Regions from separate parts of the Anas platyrhynchos genome. Here region 1 is linked to region 2. The links are chromatin contacts, called in public Hi-C maps. All regions are on one chromosome and are shown on one strand. Each heading gives the region's core, a stretch centred on a gene start, on an enhancer-like site or on the middle of the called end of the contact. The rest is flanking DNA. Distances are from core to core; before and after follow the strand shown.

Region 1 (5,562 bases), core at 908-3,407, 150 kb before region 2:
CAAAGGATTCACAGTCACTCATCAACAGTCAGAGCATCTTGATGCAGCACTCCCCACTGGGACACAACTAGCACCAGATCCACAGTTGCCCCACAGAAGAGAGGGAGCTTCTGCCCAAGGAACTGGAGAGGCTGAGCAAGGCAGAGGAAAGCAACCTGGGTCTACTCAGAAAAAAAAAATAAGCACAATGTGCAAGGGTGACACAAAGCTCTGCAATGCAAAATCTCATGTCTGCAGCTTGTGGTGGGCACCTGCACCTGGGCATTTCAGGGCAAGAGGCCTCTTGCTTCTGTACCAGAGTTTTGTACCTCTTCTGTTTGCAAGGCAGCAAATTAACATCAGAGCAAGACTCCACACCTGCCCCACAAGGGAAGGCAATCCTGTTTTTCCAGGTAAAGCTGTTCCATGGGGGGTAAACTGTAGACCTGCAGTACTAGCTTGTTAACTGCATCTACTGGAAGCACCAACACAATGCCTGATGTCCCTTAGCCACAATGAGGGTTGATTGTGTTGTCTGGGGACAGGCATACACTCTGCTCCAGCAGCGGGCTTGTGCACTGATCAGCTCCATCAGAGATTGCTCGTCGCTGCTACAGCACTCCTGGATCACAAGCAGCAACCCGCAGGACAGAGATGCTGCTCCACAAGGAAAGGTCTGAGCAGGTCTGAAAGCAAAACCCTGAATCACCACGCCAACCCAGCCAAAGCACGCTAACAGTACCAGGGAAGAGGAAACAAGCCCATCTTGCCACTGCAGCACATCCAGCAACAAGGGAGGTGTAGCATTACATTCACAGAAAACCTCTCCTTTATCATCTTACACTGCCTTCCCTCAGTCTGGCAGCAACCAAAGGTCCTCTGTGCTTTCATCCCAAAGTCTGTGCCAGTCCTTACAGTAAGCAGGGGCCTCAGCTGCAGGCAGCCACTCATCTGTCCCCCAGCAGGGACTGCAAAGTGGGAACAGGAATCCCCACTCCTCCAGTTCCCCATTAAACTGCTCACAGAAACACTCCAGAAGCGGCTGATTATGATTCTTTTTGACGGCAAGAATCAGCATTTTCAGCAGGAACAGTCCAGAAGTGGAATAGGTAGAACAGCACAACCCCGCGCTGAAGATGTGTGCTGCTCTTCCCACCAGGCAGCACGCATCAGCCAGCAACACCCCCCCCCCGCTGTAAGGCCTTGGAGTCTTCCCCCCGCTCGGCAGGGAAGCAGACGCTGCCAGGCTCACCTTGAAACTCCAGGAGGAGCGAGGAGTTGGCAGAAGTGTCCGCTGGGAAACCGTTGGGCTCTCGGGCACTGCTGCTGCTTGACTTGGATTTCTCTTTCTTGAGGAAAGAAAGAAAAGCACAAGGCGAGGCGACGGGGCCGGGCTGCGGGACGCGCCCCGCAGAGGCCGCCCCCCAGGCCCACTCCCTCCCCGTGCCGGCAGCCCGCGGGCGCCCGCCGGGAGCGAGGGAAGAGGCGGGGCGGGGGGGGGGGGGGGGCGGCAGAGCCCGGCCGGGACGGCTCCTGCGGGGCCGGCAGGGCCGCGGGCAGCGCGAGGAAACCGGCGGGGGGGCTGCCGCAGGGCGGCGCTCACCTCCTTGCTGTCGGCCACCGGCACCCACTTGAAGATGCGCAGCGAGGTGTCGCCCACCGTCACCCACTTCTTCTCCCTGCGCCACACGCCCGTCAGCGCCGCGCCGCCCGCTCGCCATTGGTCCCGCGGCCCGCCCGTCACCGGCGCTTCCGCTCCAACCCCCCCCCGCTCCCGAGCGGCCGAGCGCGCCAATTGGCCGCCGCTTCCCTGGCACCGCCCCCCGCCCCGCGCGGCGCTCCGATTGGAGGCTCGGCCCCGGAGCAGCTCCGCCGACAGCCGCGTGGCACGGGGATTGGCTGCGGGTCGGCAGGCCCCGCCCCCCCGGGCCCCGCCCCTCACCATCTGCGGACGCGCTCGATGGCCGCCATCACTTTTTTGATGTCATCCTTGGCGCGGCTGCGGGTCTCGGCGCGCACCGAGCGGCCCGACATGGCGCCCGCAGCCCCGGCAGCCCCGGCTCCGCAGCACCCGCCGCCGCACCCTGCGCATGCGCAGGCTCCGCCCCGCCTCCGCCCCGCGCGCTGCGTCAACGCGTAACGCCGCGCCCGGGGGAAGGGAGGAGGGAGGCCTCAGCGTAGCGGCGCGCACTGCGCCTGCGCGGCTCGCCCCGCCCGCCGGCGCGCGAGGAGGAGGAGGCGCGAAGGTGGGGCGAGGCGGCCGCCGCCATCTTGAGCTGTGGCCGGCCCGGGGCGGGGCCGCGGCCCGGGGCCCCGTGCCCGCGGAGGCGTCCCCGCGCCCAGCCCCCGGTGCGGTGGAGCGCCCCCTCGCCCCTCCCCGCTGCCGGCTTCGGGGCCGGGGAGGCGGCCCGGCGCTGCGCTCCCTCCCCGCTGCCAGCACGCAGCCCCCACCGCCGCCGGCTCTCTGGAGTGGAAACAGCCCGCCCCGTGAAGGCGGGGAGACCACGACGGCCCCCCCGGCAACATCAGCGACCGCTGGGTGGGAGCAAGCAGCCGGAGACAGCCAGAGGCCCTTCGAGACCGCCTCTCGCACCCCCCGTCAGCCCTGCATCATCCAGCTCTGTATTACCACACTCGGAAAGCACAGAAGGAAGGCTCTGCGTGAGCAGTCAAAGAGCTCTTTTATTACAAATTGTTCAGTGTTATTAAAAACCAGCCGCAGCACACTGCTCCCTACAACTGCAGGGAACTGGAAAATGCTACTGTGGGCAAAGAGGACTAGTGCTTCCTGCCATAGATTGCTGCCAGTGCTTTCTTGGCACTGGTGATCTGCTGCTCCAGTCTCTCTCGGGTGGCTTTGTTGGAAGTTTTTTTCAGCATGGTCTCCATCTCCTCCACTACCGCCCGGTAGCCAGCGGTGTTGTGGAACACGCGGATGGCCCGGTCTCCACAAGACACCAGGTAGCGGCTGCTAGTGTCAAAAGCCAAGTCTGTTATGCACTGTCCATGAACACCAACAAAGCGCTCCTCCTCTTCTCCTCTTCGAGTGTTGTACACAATAATGCTTGTACCACAAGAGATGGCTGCGACATGAGCATCAGGGGACAGGGCAATGTGACATGGTTCTGTTACTTCACACTTCCCTGTCAGAAGCAGGTATGGATCTTGTTGCTTCTTATATTCCACATCTGTGTCCCAGAATTTCCATGTACCGTCCTTCGAAACAGTCGCCATCCTACAGGCAGGACATAAACCACATGACTGCAAGGAAAAATCCCCCTAATCCCCTTCCACATCTGCAAAGAAGGAATCCTTTCCTTTGTGGATAGAGTGCTCTTTTGGGCAGCGTGAGCCTGTATGCATGTGTATACCTGTGTATGCCTGTATGCATCCTTCTTTCTACAGCAACGGTCACCCACCAGGAGGAAACCCTTGGGGAAGGCGAAGATGGCCCAAGGCACTCCCTGTGCTCCCAGGAGCACACACACAGCAGAGTTTCCCCACACTGTGCAGGGCTGCAGTCTGTTTGGATGAGCTGCTCAGGCACACTGGAAGGGGTGAGCATGTGTCCTGATGGTGCTATTTCAGGCAGTGAAATAACACTAACTTACCGCCTCGAGTCATTAGAGAAGGAGAAGTAATGTATGCCAGCAGTGTGGCCTTTCAACTCAAAAGCCCTGATCACTTCCCGAAAGTCTCCACTCTTGCCAAAACACACTTCCCACACCTTTACATCAGGGGTAAAGCCACACGATGCCACAAACCTGGGTAGAAGAAAGAGTGAGACAGGGTATTTGTTACAAATTTGTTATTTTGGCTGGGCCACAGAGCTCTATAGCCACAGCCACACAGAGCTCTCCTCTGAGGGAGGCAGAGGCCACTTGCAGTCCTACAGGGTGCCTCGCAGAGGAACGCATAAGGGCGGGCTCTGTGAAGTCAATCCTATCTGGACACCTACATTCAGAACTTTGCTTTGATCTGCTGAAAAAGTTTTCACTGGTAGACTAGTAAAGGGAACGCCAAGGAAGGCCACCAGGGACAAGAGCAGCAACTCAACAACTTAACATTGAGAAACTACTCAGACAAAGTAAAAAACCTAAGTGCTGTGATCCCCGAACTCAGTGGGATCAGTGCATACTAACAGGCTTGCTACAGCAACAGGTTAGAGACAGAGCTGAGAACAAGATTTTCCTGATAAACAACCTTTAGGTAATAAAGATTTTAATTTTGTAATTAACATTTAAAAGGTTAAAAACTGCACTAAAAATGTTATTTGCTATGTACACACTGTTTACATTGGCCCACCCACTTTGCCACCCAAAGCCAGTACTGTTCTCTCCCTCAGGTATTCAAGAGATGGTTAACGGGAACAGCAGTTCCTGAGACACAATGACAAACCACTAAGCGTCTGAGATCGTGCAGGTGGGAATCAGCACTCCTGGAGGGACTGTTCTCGGGGGCAGGAATCTTTTTAAAAAATAAATAAATAAATAAAATAATGTGGAACCCTCAGAAAACTGCATTATAGTAACAACAAGCTGCAGATGATCTGATAATTTCCTCTGAGAAGGAGCAAGGTTGTTTATTCTTGTGGCCTCCCACTTCTCAGCAGGAACAGCTTGGAATACCTGCATGCACCTCACCTCCCACAGGGTGACACTGCAGCATAGGCATTGTTCATCTGGTTAGTGTTAATGCTGGCAAGGACTTCACCTTTCAGGTTCCAGATTAGGATAGTAGTATCACTGGAAGCTGTCATGATAAACTTTCCTGGGGAAAAAAGACAGAGATCAGGAGCGCATCTAGGCCTAAAGCTGTCACAGACTTTCCAAAGGACTAGGACAGTCCCTAAGCAGAGCAATCTCTCTGCACCAGAACAATCAAGAAAAGCAAAAGTAACACCAGAATTCGAGTGCTGATCTCCTGGCACAGAGTGAAAAGCAGTGTCAGAAGGCTTAACTCCTGGTTAATAACTTAATGCTCAAACCTGTGGCTTCAGCAGCTGTCAGCTGGCAATGCTGCGTGCTTCTCACCCCAGGACCTTTCCAACCCATTTCCATTTTCACTTCTGCAGCTGAACAAGGGCCTCAGTTACCATTTTCTCTGCTCTTCTATTGCAGAGGAGAACTTGTATCTACCCACTTTCAACTGCCCATTGTCACATACCTGAACCATCCATCAGTTCCCTCACTGCTAACAAACTCCCTTCCAGGCTCTGGTCTGAAAAATCCGAGAAGTCCAAGATAGATCCTACTCTTCCTAATCTATGAACTTACTGGGGAGATTTCTGACTGGTTAAAGAGACAGGTGAGACAGAGAACAGAAATGCTCTCAATATTGAGACAAGACCTCTTAATTTAGATTTTCAAGGATACTGTTGCAAAAAGATTGTGTGTATCAGGGAGGTAATACTGTGTTTACATGAAAATTGTTTCTTTGCAACCTATGCCTTCCTATTTACTTACTAGTAAACAAAGGCTAAAAAATAACATCTGGAAGAACACAGAGAATCAAGTGGGTCTTAATTAAGCCAAAAACCCTAACACTTTAAACCCAGCAGCCATTGCTTTAAAGGAAAATCAA
Region 2 (5,301 bases), core at 503-3,002:
TATGTGGAGGTGTGACCATGCAGATAAGTGCCATTTTGCGAGCCTCCCACCACTGACTCTTTCTTTCTCTTGTGTTTTCCAGAAATACAGCTCCTCCCAGTTCAGGTGAGTGATGGGATGGAACCGGTGGGGACAGCAGCACCTCTGCACTGGGGCTAAAGAGCCCAAGCCAGTGGGCACCTCAGCATTGCTGGGGTAATCTAGCATGGACACACTTCCCTGCTCACTTCCGTGGTCGTTGCTGTCACGATGGAGAGCCACGGCCAGAGCCATGCATGCAGCCCCAGAAGAGGTCAAGAGCAGCTGTGGAGATGCCAGGGGCTCCATCATACATAGTAGAAGGTGAGAAGAGGCCATACACACATCAACTCTGCCATGGCTGCCCATGTCTTTCCAGGTCAGAGCTTCCCAGCCTGCTCCCAGGTGATGGCATCTTTAGCCCCATTTCCTTCAAGCCATGTTTCCACCAAGATGACATCAAGATGACAGTTTGGAAGCGGCTGCACCGCCATGTCCTGCCAGGTACCAACCTCCCCACCTGGCATCACACTGGGAGTCCTGGCTTACTGGCACATGCTGCTGGGACAGGCTGCCCAGCTGGCACCACGCTGGCCTCTGACTTGCTCTCCAGTTGTGTTCTTCTCACCTCCAGGAGAGCTCCTGGAGCAGTGGCTGGCCCAGCATCTCATGCTGGTAGCAGCCTGCTCTTGTGTAACACTTTGTCTGCTTAGAGTTCAGCAGCACCAGCCCCTCTGGCTGTGCCAGCTCTCAGGGCAGAGTCAGCGTCACCTGGAGCCACAGCCCTACCTGCTATTGTGGCTGGAGGCTGACTGCTTTCTTTTCAGCTCCAGAGATGCTGAAACTGGACCCGGTGACAGCACATCCCCTCTTGGAACTCTTCAAGGGTGACACAGTGGTGCAATGTGGACTCTACCAGCGCCGGGATAGCAACCCCAAGCGTTTTGACTCCAGCAGCTGCATCCTCACCTGCAAGGGCTTCTCCTGTGGCCAACACTACTGGGAGGTGATCGTGGGCACCCGCAACCACTGGCGCGTGGGCATCATCAAGGGCACAGTCAGCCGCAAAGGGAAGCTCAGCAAGTCTCCTGAGAACGGCGTGTGGCTCATTGGCCTGAAGGAAGGCAAAGTCTACGAGGCCTTCAGCACCCCGCGGGCCACCCTTCCCCTGACCGCCCGGCCGCAGCGCATCGGCATCTACCTGCACTACGAGAGGGGCGAGCTGACCTTCTACAACGCCGACAGCCCCGACGAGCTCAGCCCCATCTACACCTTCCAGGCGGAGTTCCAGGGCCAGCTCTACCCCATTGTGGACCTGTGCTGGCCCGAGCGGGGGCCCTACTCGCCCCCTATCATCCTGCCCCCCCCCGGCGCCACCCGGCGCCCCCAGGGGCCGTGCCGCCAGCCGCTCCCCGAGGCGCCCGCCGAGCCGTAGCGCGGCCGCCGGGGCGAGCCTCGGACCCCCCCCCGCGGGAGGGCCCCTCCCGGCCCCTCGGGGAGCGCGGCCGCGGCCCCGCTCAATAAACGGCACTGCCCGAGCCGCGCCGCGCCCGCTGCGAGCCGCCCGCCGAGACCGGGCCTGGGGGGCGGGGCCTGAGGGTGAGGGCGGGGCGGGGCGGGGCGACCGAGGCGGGGCCCGGCGCTGGGTGGGGCTTGCGGGAGGGGCGGGGGCCGCGGGGCGGGGGCCGCGGGGCGATGCGAGCGCTCGGGGCGGGGCCGTGAGGGGCGGGGGCGGGGCGAGCCGAGGCGTGCGGCGGAAGTGACGGCGGCGGCGGCGGCGCAGGCAGCGCGTGGGGGCGGCCATGGCGCTGTACGGAGCGGCCGCCGCCGTCCTGAGCGGGCTGGAGCGCGGCGAGGGCGGCCTGAGCGGGCTGGTGTACGGCAGCCGCTTCCCGGTGCGCGGCGGGGCGGGGCGGGGCGGGGCGGGGGGGTCCGGGGGGGCCCGGGGGGCTGCAGCGCCCGTGACCGCGCGGTGCCGCTGCCGCCCCGCAGCACACCCGGCAGCTGTACGCGCTGGTGGCCGAGACCCTGCGCTACTCCCCGGTGCTGGAGGCGCTGCTGGACGGCGCCGCGCTGCTGCGGGCCGAGAGGAGGCTGCCGCTGCCGCTGGCCAAGGTGAGGGGGGCCGTGGGGAGGGGGGGGGGGGCCGGCCGCGGGGCCTCGCGGCGCTGACGGCTGCCCGCAGGTGCTGGTGTACGACCTGCTGTTCGGGAAGGGCCTCAAGTGCGGGGGCCGCTGGAAGGCGCTGGTCCGGCGGCACCGGGCGCGGCTGGAGGCCGAGCTGGCCCGGCTGAAGGTGCGGCGCGGGGTGAGCCGCAACGAGGAGCTGCTGGCGCCCGGCCCGGGAGCCGGCCCCGGAGGTGAGCGGGGCGGGGGCCGGGCTCTCCCCGCGGCGGCGGGGCCGGGTCTGACTCCCCCCTCCCTGTGCTCCCCAGCCCCGTGTGTCCCCCGCTACGTCCGGGTCAACACCCTGAAGACGCGTGTGGACGATGTGGTGGACTTCTTCAAGCGCCAGGGCTACTCCTTCCTGGGCAAGGCAGGCAGGTGAGCGATCCCCTGCCCCAGCCTGTGTGTCGGAGTGGTGCTGGTGGGCGGGCAGCGAGCTCCTGCAGGATGAAGGCTGGTGGGCGATGAAGGGGCGATGCTGCTGCTCACAGTGGCTGGTTCAGGGTCTCTGCTGCCACGTTCCCCATTCCTACCTTCTGCCTCTCTGGGTGCTGCCTGGAGCTGAAGTGGAGAGAGAGGAGGTGTGGGACGAAGGGGTTTCTGTGCCTGGGCTCTGGAGGGTTCTGATTTTGGGCATGGTGGAGCAGGATTGTGCTCAATCTCTTTCCTTGTGGACAGCATGGAAGAGCTGAGGACCCTCTCTGGGAAGAAATTCTTACTGGATCTTCATCTCCCAGAGCTGCTGGTTTTCCCTCCGCAGACTGACTTCCACGACAACCGTCTCTATACATCAGGACACATCATTCTGCAGGATAAGGTCAGAGAGCTGGGGAGCAGGAAGCTGCAGTGCAGAGGTGGGAAAACCACAGGCAGGAGTGGAGGCTGTCTTTTCCCCCTAAGGTCTGGACTTGGGGCTGCTTTGCTGCAGCACTTGAACGAAACAGAAACTCTGAGCACAGCCTGAGTCTGTGGGGTTCCCCCCCAGCTTTGCTTGTTTGCTTGACAAGCAGCTGGGAGGAACATGGCACTCTGGGTTGTGCAGTGCTGTTCCCATGCTGCAGGAAGAGGTTTCTAGCAGCAGAGGTAGGTGCTGTGCAGACTTGGCCCCATGTTCCAGTGGTCACCTCTGAACCCACAGCATCTGACATGACCTCAGGAGGGGCCAAGGGTAGCTCGTGTACAAGGTGCATGCAGCCTGCACCTTTCAGGGTGGCTTTTTCTCCTGCAGGCCAGCTGCCTCCCTGCCTTCCTGCTCAGCCCTGTTGCTAGCTCCCATGTGATTGATGCCTGTGCTGCCCCTGGGAACAAGACCAGCCACCTGGCTGCCATACTGAAGAACAAGGGGTGAGTGCAGGCTGGTGTGTGGCAGGGCCCAGAGGGACTGAGAGTGGCCACAGTTGTGAGAATGTGGCAGGGCTGAGGTGGGAAGAGCTACAGCCTGTAACCTTACCTGCTGACTCAGGCTGACACTCCCTTCTCCCAAGGCAGGCTGGGCATCTGATGATGTTGGGTCATTGGGAATGCCTGAGGGGACGTGGAATCATAGAGGGTCATGCCCCAGCTGCTGACTTGGCACTCTGCCCTGTATACCTATGTGGGAGAGCAGCTTCTCAGCTCTGGCTGCCCTGCAGATAGGTGTTTAGGGCTGCTGGTGGCAGCTGTGGTGAGCATGGCCCTGGGACTGGGCAGGGTGTTCATGCTTCTCTTGGGTGCTGGGTTCTGCTTTCAGACAGATTTTTGCCTTTGATCTGGATGCTAAACGCCTGGCCACCATGAACACCATGCTGACACGAGCCGGTGTCACCAGCTTCAAGCTGGCCCAGCAGGACTTCCTGACAGTTGATCCCCATGACCCTAAGTACAGCAAAGTGACCTACATCCTCCTGGACCCATCATGCAGTGGCTCAGGTAATGTGGGGGCTTGAGCCATCCCATCTGCCAAAGATAGCAGGCTTAAGCTGGGCTTTTGGTGGGTGACTACAGCGCTCTCTGCAGGGATGGTGAACCGGCTGCTGGTGGAGGAAGCTGCCCCAAGTGCAGAGCGGCTGCAGGCACTGGCTGGCTTCCAGCGCAGAGTCTTGAGCCATGCACTGAGCTTCCCGGCGGTCCAGCGCCTGGCCTACTCCACCTGCTCAGTGCACCGGGAAGAGAATGAGGATGTGGTTCAGGCAGTGCTCCAGGAACAGGGCTCAGCCTTCAGGTGTGCTTGTTTTGGGAAGCGATGGGGAAGGACAGAACACAGGAAGCTGGGAGGTTGCTGCCTCAGCAGCTGTTCTGCTGCTTTGGGGTCAGCGCTGTCCCTTGTGCCATGCTGTAGGCTAGTGAACGTGTTCCCATCCTGGCCCTGCCGAGGACTTGCTACCTTCCCTGGGGCAGAATGTTGCCTCCGTGCCTCCCCTGCAGACACACTCACTCAGGGCTTCTTTGTGGCTGTCCTGGAGCGCTGCAGGGACCAGGCTGCTGTCCCCAGGTAAGTGATGCCTTCCTGGTGTGAGGAGGAAGGAGGGAAGGAAGGTGGAAGGGCTGGCTGCCCTGAGTGCTGGAGAAGGCAGGAACCACAGGTCTATCTTTGTTCCTGTCACAGCTCCTTGCCTGCATCAGCTGAGGAAAGTCTGAAACAAGGAGAGGAAATGGAACCAGGAGCAGCTCCTCCCAAGAAGAGGAGACGGAAAAAGCAGCGGGTAAAGACATGAAATAATTTCTTAGGAGCATGCAGTGGCTGGCTGTAGCTGGTGGATGCTGTTCCTCCCGTGCTCTTTTGCACTGCAGCCCTTGTACTGCCTAGACAACAGAAATAAAGCTTTCCACCAGCTGATGGTGTGGTTAACTTCTGTAATTCGCTGCTCCTCCCCAGGAGCAAATGGTCTGAGTATTGCACATGCCATTACACAGGAGGAAACTGCTCCTCCAGGTACATATAGGGGCCTTTGAAGCCAGCGCACAGCACAAAGCTTGCCCTCAACGACAGACCTGGACTGGGGTAGCCTTAGGAAGTGAAGTCAAACAACACCAGTGTTTCTATATCCTGGGGGCCTGGATTGCCCCTGCTGGATTAGTGACATACCACCTTATTTTTCCCTAAAAAGCTTTAACCCAGCCTAATCTGTAGTTTTGGAA

What was found. A called contact is a pair of places that touch in the nucleus more often than the background predicts.
Region 1: a contact with region 2 is called in a Hi-C map of skeletal muscle, with 2.5 times the contacts expected there. The contact joins the promoter of BCL7B here to the promoter of NSUN5 in region 2. A contact is called at or near these places in 2 of 8 Hi-C or Micro-C datasets (liver and skeletal muscle).

The regions. Positions count from the first base shown.
Region 1 is chr20:11,569,513-11,575,074 of IASCAAS_PekinDuck_T2T, reverse strand. BCL7B (BAF chromatin remodeling complex subunit BCL7B) reads right to left here and starts at 2,157. Exons shown (of 6, transcript XM_038165718.2): 1 at 1,922-2,157; 2 at 1,583-1,658; 3 at 1,232-1,328. The coding sequence starts at 2,013. TBL2 (transducin beta like 2) reads right to left here. Exons shown (of 7, transcript XM_027445916.3): 5 at 4,623-4,749; 6 at 3,591-3,743; 7 at 2,644-3,214. The coding sequence ends at 2,758. LOC119713268 (a long non-coding RNA gene) reads left to right here and starts at 3,214. Exons shown (of 2, transcript XR_005260278.2): 1 at 3,214-3,536; 2 at 4,325-4,958.
Region 2 is chr20:11,416,176-11,421,476 of IASCAAS_PekinDuck_T2T, reverse strand. It overlaps NSUN5 (NOP2/Sun RNA methyltransferase 5), which reads left to right and starts at 1,752. Exons shown (of 10, transcript XM_038165706.2): 1 at 1,752-1,913; 2 at 2,011-2,133; 3 at 2,204-2,378; 4 at 2,454-2,562; 5 at 2,863-3,001; 6 at 3,413-3,528; 7 at 3,914-4,092; 8 at 4,180-4,384; 9 at 4,502-4,654; 10 at 4,769-4,999. The coding sequence starts at 1,821. The coding sequence ends at 4,877. It overlaps TRIM50 (tripartite motif containing 50), which reads left to right. Exons shown (of 6, transcript XM_038165913.2): 4 at 83-105; 5 at 398-522; 6 at 846-1,605. The coding sequence ends at 1,453.